Linked DNA regions of Lactuca sativa: region 2 is linked to region 1. Evidence: chromatin contacts called from public Hi-C data. All regions are on one chromosome and are shown on one strand. Each heading gives the region's core, a stretch centred on a gene start, on an enhancer-like site or on the middle of the called end of the contact. The rest is flanking DNA. Distances are from core to core; before and after follow the strand shown.

Region 1 (5,908 bases), core at 1,836-4,335:
TCCAAAATTTAACATTATCTTTCAACATTTCCCACCTCTTAGTAGAATTTGCAAAGATAGTATAAATGCATTGGATGAATCCAAAAAAGTTTTTTCCTTTAACACATTTGTTAGCCATAACACATAATGTTAGATTGAGACAATGACAACCGCAAGGAGTATAAAATGCTCTGGGATTTATATCTAAAAATCTCTTTTGCACTCCTTGGTGTTTTCCTTTCATGTTTTCTCCATTATCATAGCCTTGACCACACATATCATCAATTTCAAGACCAAAAGACTTTAACTCCTCAAGTGTAATATCAAATAGTCCTTTTCCAGTGGTATCATCAACATTCAAAAAACCTAAAAAGGACTCCTCTACAATAACAAAATTATATGATAACTTTAAATACCTCACTATTATAGTCATCTGTTCTTGGTGACTTGAATCGGGAGTACAATGAAGTATGATTGAGTAGTACTTTGCTTCCTTTATCCTCTTGATAAGTTCTTTTTTAATTTATTGAGCTATCAAAAATATTAGTTCATTTTGGATCGTATGGCCAAGATAATGTACATGAAGACCGTCACTTGTGATCTGCCGTACATACTCTTTGATAACCGGGTCAAACTCTTCCAACATTTCAATGACACCCAAAAAATTCCCATTACCTATTAAATATAATTAATAAATAAGAAGTGGAATCAGGCATCATAATTAACAAAAAGGGATTTGGTGGAATTGGAACAAAAAGAACAAATTATAGTTACCTTTTTAATACAATTTTTCATTGGATCCACGAAATGCTAAATTATGTTTAGCAAGAAACTTCACTACTTCGATGATTCTCAAAAGGACTTCTTTCCAGTAATCTCTTTCTTTCTTGAATTGCTCGTATTGAACTTTATCAATTGTTTCGTTCAAATTCAATCTTTTACGCATATCAAACCACTTACTCCTATTTGTAAAATGATCCAAGGAAAATTCATGTTCTTTAACCCTAGTGGTAACATGGTGCCAATCTGCATAACCTTCACCATCCAATTTACCTTTCGAAATCCCTTTTCTAAACACTTTACAACAGAAACAAAATACTCTGTCTTGCTCTTTCGAATATACTAGCCATTCTCTATCACACTTCTCCAAATTTGGTAAAGTTATAGTATATAAAGCTGCAGAAAATCGTCTACCAAATTTATCGTAGGGACCATACATAATACTAGTATCTATTTTAGGACCTTTCTCGACCAAAAGTTTAATCTCATCATAATTAAGTTTTTCCCACCTTTTTGGATCACATATATCAACAAGCTCTTTAACGTGCTCTTGCTTTTCTACCTCTTCTACTTCCACTACTACATGCTCCTGCTCTTCAACGTGCTCTTCAACAGGTTGTCTATAGATAAATTTATCTAGGGTACCAAAGTTAGCCTTTCTCTTTTCTTCATCTAGTTTTCTTATTTTTATGTTTTTGACTACCAGATGGTTGTTTAGACTTCATCACTAAAAATTCAACACTCAACAATCAACATTCATTCAAATTTCATATACCATTCAACTATAAATCTCATAAAGTGATTGTGATAATCTATTCATTCAAGTGTAAAGACAAAGTATTCAAATTGAACATTAAATTTTTGTTAACATAAATTATAAATACAATCAATTTATGATAACATTTAATTTCTTATAAAATAAATTAGACAATAGTCATTATATGAATTCTCAATACTAGAACCAAAAACAAACTAGATACTCATTACTCAATTCTGAATTCTAGAACAAAAAACAAACTAGAAACATGAATGTTGAATGAATTTGACTGAATTCTATTATTCTAAAACCTGATAAGTGATAACATATATAATATATTCTTGATTTCCTGTTTTATTGTAAAAAGACATATATATATATATATATATATATATATATATATATATATATATATATATCATATAAACTAAAAGTATAAAACTAGAATTTAATTTTGCGGCAAATAGCAAATTACAACCAACAATAAACAAAACAATTCTGATAACCAATTCTCAATTATGCAGACTAAAAATTCAATTCGGGTTTAAGACTTTGAGTGTTTGATTGTAAAATTAAACCCTACTTGATTAGCAATTAGTGATCGATGGTCGCTGACTCACTGCCTCACTGGAATGTTGGATAAAGCGTCGAAGCTTAATAATCAATCACAATCGTTTCTGCCTTCTGTTTTGGCGTTCGTTTTCCACTTTTTTGGTTTTGGCGTTCTTGCTTTCTTGGCTTCTTGCGTAATGCGTACGGCCCAATTCCCTGGTGGCCAGATCGAATTACAAAAGTGGACTGAACAAATGGATTAATGGACTAATACTCTCACTACTCTATAAAAAAAATGGGCCCCATAAAAGAATGGGACATGTGCCTTTGTCTTGGTTACCCATGACCTTCATCGGACCTGCAATTAATAATGCAAAGTCAATCATATCTTCATGTACATTAAGAATCCTAATGTTTCATTTTTAATTATTATTGATTTCGTTTCCGCTAACATGACTCTTATTGATAATTATTTAGATGTAGTAAAATATTTACATAAAAGACTAATAGCCTCTCGAAACTATTTTTTGAAAAAACAATTCACACCCGACATTTGACCAAGGTAAAAGGCTAGTATATATATTAAATAAAGAATTAATAAAAATTCTTAAAATCAGATTGAACCGAAACCGATTGGTTTAAGGACATAATAGATTTTTAAAAAATACCAACTTTTTGGACACTAACTTTGGGGAATTTACCGAATTAAAGAGTATCGTCGTTATAATAAGAAAAAAAAAGTTTTATATTAAATTTTGAATGATAAAAAAATTAAGAATTTAATCGTGAAAGATATAAAAATAATACAAATATTTATAAAAAATATATTGGAGAATAAAATATCTTTGGAACATTTTGCATTCATTTTAGCCCCCCGCAAAATCAAAATATGCTCATTTTCCCCCCCTCTCGAAAACGCGTTTAAACTGAAAAAAGCAACATCACAAATCAGATCTCATCTCAATCACCGTCACTCTCGAAAACAACAATACTCACATACATACATATACATATAACATTTATACATATACAGACACTATATCTAATAACCATAACTGCCCAAACAGAAGGGACTTTTTGTGTTTGTGTCTTTTTTTTTTCTTTTTCTTTTTCTGTGTGTGTGAAAAATCAAATCCTTCATCATCTTCATCAGATTCACCGTTGTTTGGTTTCAATGGAGAATCAATGTTAAAACTGAGTTTGCTCGGTTAGATTGCTGAAACATGGGCCAGAACTCGCCCAGTACAAACGACGGTGACAACTCAAATGACGGCACCGGATTAAACCCGATCCGGGGTCGATTCCCATCCAAGAGAAACCCTAAACCTGCGCCTATACCTTTATCGAAATCATCTGCTGCAGTCATCAGCTTACCGGATCGGCCGCGCCGATCTCACGTCGGAGGCCGACCCTTTGTTCCTCGGAAGCTGTGCTCAGTCAGGGGAACGTCGTTGTTCTACTTGTGTATATTGATTGCTGTTTTTGCGTTTGCACTGGCATCGATGGTGCTACAGAGCTCGATAGCTTCAATGGTTTTCCGGCAGGGCGGCGGTGAGAGGATTGGGAGGACTGTGCGCGAGGGTTTGAAGTTCGGAAGTTCGTTGAAGTTCATTTCATCGAGGATCGATAGGAGTTTCGAGATTGAACGTGCAAGGCACAAGCCTCGGGTTGGAGTTCGACCTCCTAGGCTTGCAGTTGTGAGTGTTTTAAGTTTTGTTTAGTTTAATGTACTGAGTATTGATGCTTTTACAAACGAAAACGACGACCACTTATTGAAATTTTTATTCTTCTTCGGTTTTCATACCTGATGTTCGGGAAGTAGAGAGAAAGGACATGTAGGATAGTTAGGGAAAGCAACAGGTATTATGGGCCTATCGGGTTTGGTGTCTGGGTAGGTGAGGGAAATGCAATTGAGAACTATAAATAATGGAGATGGTGATTGCGTGAATTATTTGGTGCTTTTTTGTTAAACAAACGTCTTCACTGCTTCACCTTTTAAAATCTACATTGGTGGTCCTTAGCAGCAAAAGTAACCAGACCTTCATATTTCTTAGTTTTTAAATAATATTTCTTTAGGATTTAACAAATAGAATGATAAAAGAACTAAAAAAAGCTTGAAAGAAAGACAATAGTGGAAATTAGAGACCCCAAAACAAGCTTGGTTTATGTATTCTGGCTCACTACTTTCACTACCCATATTTTGTGCTCCAATGGTTATGTGTCTATACATGCATGAACACTCATGATCTCATATTTACAACAGTGCCTTGTTTTGATCATTGTAAGATCTTAGGAAACATGGAGGATGACCCATTGTCATTGATGCTGCTTACTGTGATGAAGAATATACGAGGACTGGGTTATATGCTTCAGGTGATTATTTCTGGAACTTCATTACCTCTTACTATATCTATCTGTCTGTTTGCTGGTTTATGTTTTTCTATATGTCAATATGTGTGATTTTGTTATTTTGACTGGCCATGAAAACAACATCAAGCTATCGTTTTTCATCTGGAAGATCCATAATTCCATATGTAGAATTAAGTGTTCTTTAAGTAACCTAATGTTAGACTTTATAAGATCATTGAAGTGATTTTCTTGATAGGGATATGCACAACTGCATAATTTTAAATTTCTTGTTGGATGCATGTGCATATGTCCCTGTTAAGAAGCAAGGAAAATCCATCTGTGGAACTAGATTTCTTAATCACTTTTCATCTTCATAATGCTTCTTCCATGCAGATATATGCAACAGAAGATGGCAAAACAAGATCACTCTGGGAGAAGATTGTTGGCCAAGTCTCCATTCTAAGTCCTGAAAATTATGGTCATATTGATTGGTCAATGTATGTTTTCTCTCTCTCTCTCTCTCTCTCTCTCTCTCTCTCTCTCTCAATGCATTTTTCAACAATATGATTTGTCACTGATGATTTTAGAAAGTGTATATACTTTGTCACATTTACTGATGATTTCAGTAGATACAGCTACATAAACTTTGTTCTATCTATTCAATTGCTGCAGATTTGATGGCATCATTGTAAATTCTCTAGAAGCACATAATGCTATTTCAAGGTATGTGGTAGTTAATTTGAATTATCAAAATCTTTTGTTATAAACTATTGAACTTGTACTTTCTCCATGATTTGTAAGTTTTTTATATGTATGCAGCCTTATGCAGGAGCCCTTTTGCTCTGTACAACTCATTTGGATAATTCAAGAAGATACCCTTTCAAATCGCCTTCCTCTATATCAAGAATTGCCACATGAACATCTAATTACATATTGGAAGAATGTTTTCAGAAGAGCTGATGTGATTGTGTTTCCAGATTATTCTTTCCCGGTAATTTATCACCCCATTATGAGTTGCTATATTTTCAGGAACATCTTATTACATTGTTTCTTGAATTCAATCGTGATTTATCCATGTTGTCTCAGATGTTATATAGTGTGCTTGACACTGGAAACTTCTTTGTGATTCCTGGATCACCAATAGATGTGTGGGCAGCTGAAAGATACCTAAAAACTCACTCCAAATTTCAATTAAGGATGAAAAATGGTTTTGGTGAAGATGATATGATAGTTTTGGTTGTTGGAAGCTCTTTCTTCTACAATGAACTATCATGGGATTATGCTGTAGCAATGCATAACTTAGGACCTTTGCTCATCAAATATGCAAAGGAAGGCGATGTGGGCCCTTCATTCAAATTTCTATTCGTATGTGGGAACTCCAGTAACGCCTATAACGATGCTTTACAGGTATATATACAATTCTTTTTATATCCTTTCTTTTTTCAGTTTTTAAAGATCAACTTATCACAATTTTTTTTGTTTATTGCAGGA
Region 2 (5,908 bases), core at 1,528-4,027, 200 kb before region 1:
TGGTGAGTTGTAAGATGTTCGATCTTGAACACACGGATGTTTTCACTGTGACCTAATCGGTAAAGATTCCCGTTGTAGACGAAGGGTCGACCTCCGTTTCGTGGTCCTGTAAACGGGTTTTTCATGTGTGGGGTCCACGGCCCAAACGGGGTTTTACTATACCAGATTTCAAGGTCACCGAAGGTCAACCGGGTTTGGTAAGAACCGAAAATCCAATACATATTTTCGTGGTATATGATGACGGAATTGACCAAGGGGCGTTCTAAAATGATCTTTTCGAGTTTCCATTTGAAAGGAAACTCGATTGATTTGTAAAGACGAATGTCACGGGTTCCACTTCCCTGAGGCATCATGTATATCTACAAGGAAATGTAAAAGATGATGATATATGGATGATTGGAAATAAAGAAATTGGGGGTTTTAAAGTAAGGAATTTTACTTGATGATTGTAGTTGAATACATATGGATGTGAAAGATGCCAATCTTCATCCAAAACTACTCCTAGTTGTTCCCAATTTACTCCATTATCATTGCTTCTTGCAACCCCAATATCTCCTTGCATTGTTATCACATTCTTGTTTTCAAAGAACATGTAAAGAAAATCATCCTGAGTCATAATAAGTGTTGTTAGGATAAATGATGGCTTAAAAATATGGGAAACGGAAGGAAAAATCAAATAAGGGCAAGTTTATAAAAACGAAGGACTTTAAAAGACAAAAGTCTCATTTTTCTGTCTTTCGTTATTTAATCGTTCTTTAAAAGAAACATCTTAGTTTGAATAAATGAGGGCAAATTTGAAAGAAGTCAAGATTTAATAGGAAAAATCTACTTTTCGTTACGCTCATTCTACATTCACTAGCAATCAACCTTGATTGGAAAAGACTAATAAACCCTTATAAAAAGGGTACTTTTAAGCGATTATAACTCTCATTATTTCCTAAAAAAACCGAACAAACTATATATAGACAATAAGGGAGTAAACAACTAACTCAAATAAGATCCTAGACATGATAATTTGAGGTCACGATAGGAGCCCACTTCCTCTTTTCCTTTTCAAAAAGAGCAAATATTATACCAAGTAATATAACAAACCATTAAAGAAAGTGAATCTTTAACCAGCTCTGGATCCAAGATTCCTGATTAGGGTATACAACAGATCTTCTACATCTTGAAGTGATATTAAAAACAATTAAAGAAAGTGCATCTTTATGAACTTTAGCCATCAAATTTCATAAAAGTGACATATGCTTTAAGACAGATTGGTGGAAGCCTAATCCTTGGTTAAAAAACAGAATATATGATCAAAATTCATTTCATGTGATCATGAATTTGGAAAAGGAAAATACAATAAAGAAATTACCTTAGCATAAAGAAAAGGGTTAGCAACATAATTACTTGGGAACCCAGAATTAGTAACAGAAGCACAAGTCAAAATTGGGTTCGCTACAGGCCATGCTGCACTTTTGTTGTCCCAAATATTCATCTGCAAATCCATTCAAACAAAGATGAAAGACCCACTTCATATATCAAAACCCCACAAAAAAAGTCTAATCTTTATTTAATTTAATTAAAGCATTCAAATCGAGAATCTTAGAACAGTAATACCCACTTGAGATATCACAAAATCCAGCAAAAAAGACAGCTTCTTTAATTAATTTGACTTCCAAATCAGATATATCATAATATATCCAATCATATATCTATAACCCACAAAAAGCCTAATGTTTTTCAAATTAATCAAAGAAGTTAAATAAAAAAAGTCATTGAAGAGTAACACTCGCATCATAATAGCATATACCAAAAAAGTCAAGCAAAAAACACAATTTCTTTAATTATTTTGATTCCCCAATTAAAAAGTTCATAATAGTCCCACACCATAGTCCATTCATATATAAGATCTTAGAAAAAGGTTCTGAGCTTTTAAAATAATGTAATGATTTCAGATAATAAACCATAACAAAGTTTGATTCCGAAAAAAATAAACAAAATCATCAATTTTTGGGAGCAATGTAAATCCCTAAATAAGGAAGATGCATAAGAAGGTAGACGATTGAGCTGAGAACTTACATCTTCGATGGGTTTAAGAGAAAAAGGGGAATCGCCATAGAAAGCTCCGATTGCCCATGAACCATCGTTATCTTCTTGACAACCGAGTGAATTGTTATAATTCAAATTAGGGTTGTTGAACAAATAAAAGATGTAGAAAACCCCAACCGAACTACACAACAGAAACGAAACAAACAGGTAGTGCACAGTCGGTGAATGACCACCGCCATTGTCGTGCACACGCCACCGGGACCCGTGGGTTTTATCTGACGTTCCGCCGGTAATGCCCACAAACGGACTCGAACCCATGTCGCCGGGAACAGTAAACTGCAACGGCGGTGATTTAAATCGATCAACAATCCGTCGATAAACAGATCATCTCATACACAAATCTCCAGATTATTGAATATCAAAAGGGTTTTCAAATTACACAAAGCATTCGCTCCAAATATCGATATGCGATGGAGATTATATCAAGAATTCTGAGTGGGTGGTGCTTGTTTCTCTATCTAAAATTCCCAAAATGGTGGTGAAAGAAAAGGTGGCAGACACCTATGCGGTGGTGTGTGTTGGGATAGCGTGACGTGCGTGTTTATATATATAAAGATTAAAGATAAACCGGATGATGTGTATGTGTAATTTGGGAATTGTTTATAGCTATAAATTTCATGTAGATCACCAATAAAGGTAGATATGTGTTTAATGTCGACAATCCGAAACAAGAATGATGCCTAATGATATTATCATATTAAAGACTCGAGATGTGTTGTAATTTTCAATTTGCCGCTTACACTACAAAAAGTTTTCTTGACGTGTGAGTTGTAAGTTATAACTCACGTTTTCCGTCTTTTCAATTCTTTTATTGCATTTAATAAGAAGGTAAAGGATAAAAGGAAGTAAGTTGTTTAAATCTTGTATAACGATTTCGATTCTTGTATGTGATAATTGAAAGCTGTTAGTTCTATCTTTTGTCCATAAAAGTTAGAGGCTCTTTTATATTTTGTCCATAAAAAATTGATGGCTTTTTAATAGTTATTGACTAAGTAAGATCTATCCGTATCTATTTCTGATAGAAGCTGAAACCATGTTGTTTGATTATACATATGAACGATTGTCCTGAATGATGAAAATAACCAATTTACCATTATGTTTTGTGCTGCATAAAATCTATTAGTTTGAGAAAAAAAGTTATCAAAAATCTTTTGAATTTATTTAAAGTATAATGTTATATAAGAATAATTATAAGTATATTGCTATAACAAACAAATCAAAGAAAGTACTAGTTATTTCCAGTAACTTTTTAGGGAATCTACAAGTTCTAGTATGTCTAAACATCTAGAAGCTACAAATATTGTTATAACAACATATTTGAACATCAAAGGGTCGTTTGATAGTTGCTTATTGAGTTAGAGCTGACTGGGTTAGAAGCTGACTGAGATAGAAGATTAAAGACCTACTAACCCACAACAATATGAACATTTCCCTTTATTTTTCTTTCATCTATCTTGATACAGATCGACTGCTGCAACTTTATCTTTTCTAGAGCCAAATTGACGAAAATACCCGTTGCTAGCCTTTTCTTTTATGGAGCCTCACTTCAAAATCACATAACCTTTTTTGAGAGTTTATATATTTCTTGGCACTTGCAAGACATCACATGAAGATGTAAGAAACCTTCAGCCACACAAGTCATCCGCAAAGTATTTCATACAATCTTTCTTCCTTGTATCTTTTCTCTGCATTAATGTAGATAAGGTCTACCCCATGCTTTTCTGAAAATAAAGCCTTGTCCCAATGTCGTGCATTATGTTGGATCTCTATCATTTTAGACAACTCATATTTTCTTTTTAGTTGCGATTTCAGGAGAACCAATGAGAATGATGACAGAATAACGTACAGGAATACCCACTATATCTTGCTGAGTGCAACTTGCAAGAAACATTAAGAACTTTGGAAATTCCCTGAGTAATCTTAAGAATAGTTGAGAATAAGCTTTGATCCTTAAATTAAGAATACATTAAACCATTGAAATCACGGCTTGTGTTAGTGAGAAAGTCAGTGTAGCTTCTTGAGCTTATGAGATTGATGTGGGTAGAAGAATAGAAAGCAATAAGGAAAAAATAAGGACAAAAAAAGAAAATCGATACCTGTTGATGATGTTGTTGATCACGGTTGTTCCTCTGTTACTTTTGATCACGACTGGAACTCTCGTTGCTTCGTCGAGGGGAGGTTATCGGAGGGAGAGGATGAAATTAGAACCTCAGTCACAACTTTTGTAGGGCAACGTTGGTTTTTGTTTTTTTTTTCTCGGTCCATCAAATAGAAAGCAAGGACCGAGTTTGCTGTTTTTATTGGACCGAGTCCTTACATCCATAATCCCTATCAAACATGTCAACTGATATTTTATGGACCCAATCCCTCTTTGGACCCAGTTAGACACCATATCAAACAACCCCTAAATCTCACATGGATATGCAACAAGAACGACCATTTATTACATGTGTTCGACTACAACAACATAAGCATATCCATAAACCAACCAATCCAAATTCAATAACAGGGATACATCATATGGGTAAAATATCTGCTAAAAAGATTTTGTATGATTCACTATAACCCAACATTATTTGTATATAGAGCAGCAATAGTTTTAAAGACCAATGTAGTAAGAATTGACAAACATGAAAATCACTTAAAAGTTTTTATAATTTACATAAAATGCTTCCAATCATCAACATGATTTAAATCAACTATAAAACATCAAAATTAGAGTATTTTGTGGTTATAAATATCATCAGAGCATGCTTCTACCACACACAAACTCTCCATGTACCCATTTCAAAGATATAGACACCCTGCATAAGAAAATAACAAATATTCATGGCAAAGCCTTACCATTACCATAATTAAAATCCAAAAATATGACTAAATTCACATGGTTTCAGAATGTGAACCATTACCTGCTGCAAGATTGTGGTTTCATCCTAATTAAACAAAAAACTATAATGGAATCTGTAATACCCGTAGATTCGGGTCAGTCAATTAAAACATAATAAGTGCTAGAAAAGACTTTTTGATAGAAGATTATTTATGATAAATAATATTAATAAAACTTATAGTATATGTGACAAAGATTCCATACATAAAAAGAAAGCTGAAATCCGACTTCGTATAAAGAAGTTATGCTTTATTGAAGTTTGACGATTAAACCAACACGACTCTGCGTATCGTAAAAAAAATGATTTTTTGATAAATTACTTTTTAGCCTAAGTGATCTAAATGAAAGTTGTAGTAGTTTTTAAACCGAGAGCATGCATATAGAGAAAGACCAAATCTGACTTCGTGGGAGGAAGTTATGATTTTTCAAAGTTTCAACGCAACAGTGCGATCATAGAAATCGAAGTTGATTGTTAGCTAAAACAATATAAATGAGAATTGAAGATCTCGTGAATATAAACCCGTCGATATAAAAATAGTTGAGAACATAGTTCGTATAAAGGAGCTATGAATTTCACACGAATTTTAATAGTCTAAAGTGGTCTAAATATAAATTTTTGTTAAAGCAAGAATTAGATATTAGTGCCTTAATGAAAGTTGTAGAGCTCGTCGAGGGGATTCAGGGGATACAAAGAACATCGAAAATAGAGCTCATGTGGAGAAGTTATCTATTTTGAAAATATGGGAAATCACATGTGCGAAGTGTGCGACGCGCATGATGATGTGACACCACAAAATAGCGACACATGGCATGGTTGGGGTAGCCCCTTTCTTCCAAGGCATGGTGACATGGCTCCATAAGATTATGACATTTGTCATCAGAGGAAGGTGACACGTGGCACCTTCTAGAATAGGCTTATGTGGA

The links. A called contact is a pair of places that touch in the nucleus more often than the background predicts.
Region 2: a contact with region 1 is called in a Hi-C map of leaf, with 5 times the contacts expected there. The contact joins the promoter of LOC111911129 here to the promoter of LOC111911130 in region 1. A contact is called at or near these places in 2 of 4 Hi-C or Micro-C datasets (both in leaf).

Annotation. Positions count from the first base shown.
Region 1 is chr8:29,576,245-29,582,152 of Lsat_Salinas_v11, reverse strand. LOC111911130 reads left to right here and starts at 3,085. Exons shown (of 14, transcript XM_023906914.3): 1 at 3,085-3,765; 2 at 4,355-4,441; 3 at 4,811-4,914; 4 at 5,090-5,140; 5 at 5,237-5,408; 6 at 5,504-5,824; 7 at 5,907-5,908. The coding sequence starts at 3,292. It overlaps LOC111911155, which reads right to left and starts at 1,554. Exons shown (of 2, transcript XM_023906946.2): 1 at 1,535-1,554; 2 at 758-1,478. The coding sequence starts at 1,554. The coding sequence ends at 758.
Region 2 is chr8:29,780,215-29,786,122 of Lsat_Salinas_v11, reverse strand. LOC111911129 (glucosamine inositolphosphorylceramide transferase 1) reads right to left here and starts at 2,777. Exons shown (of 4, transcript XM_023906913.3): 1 at 2,068-2,777; 2 at 1,361-1,483; 3 at 440-607; 4 at 1-359. The coding sequence starts at 2,355.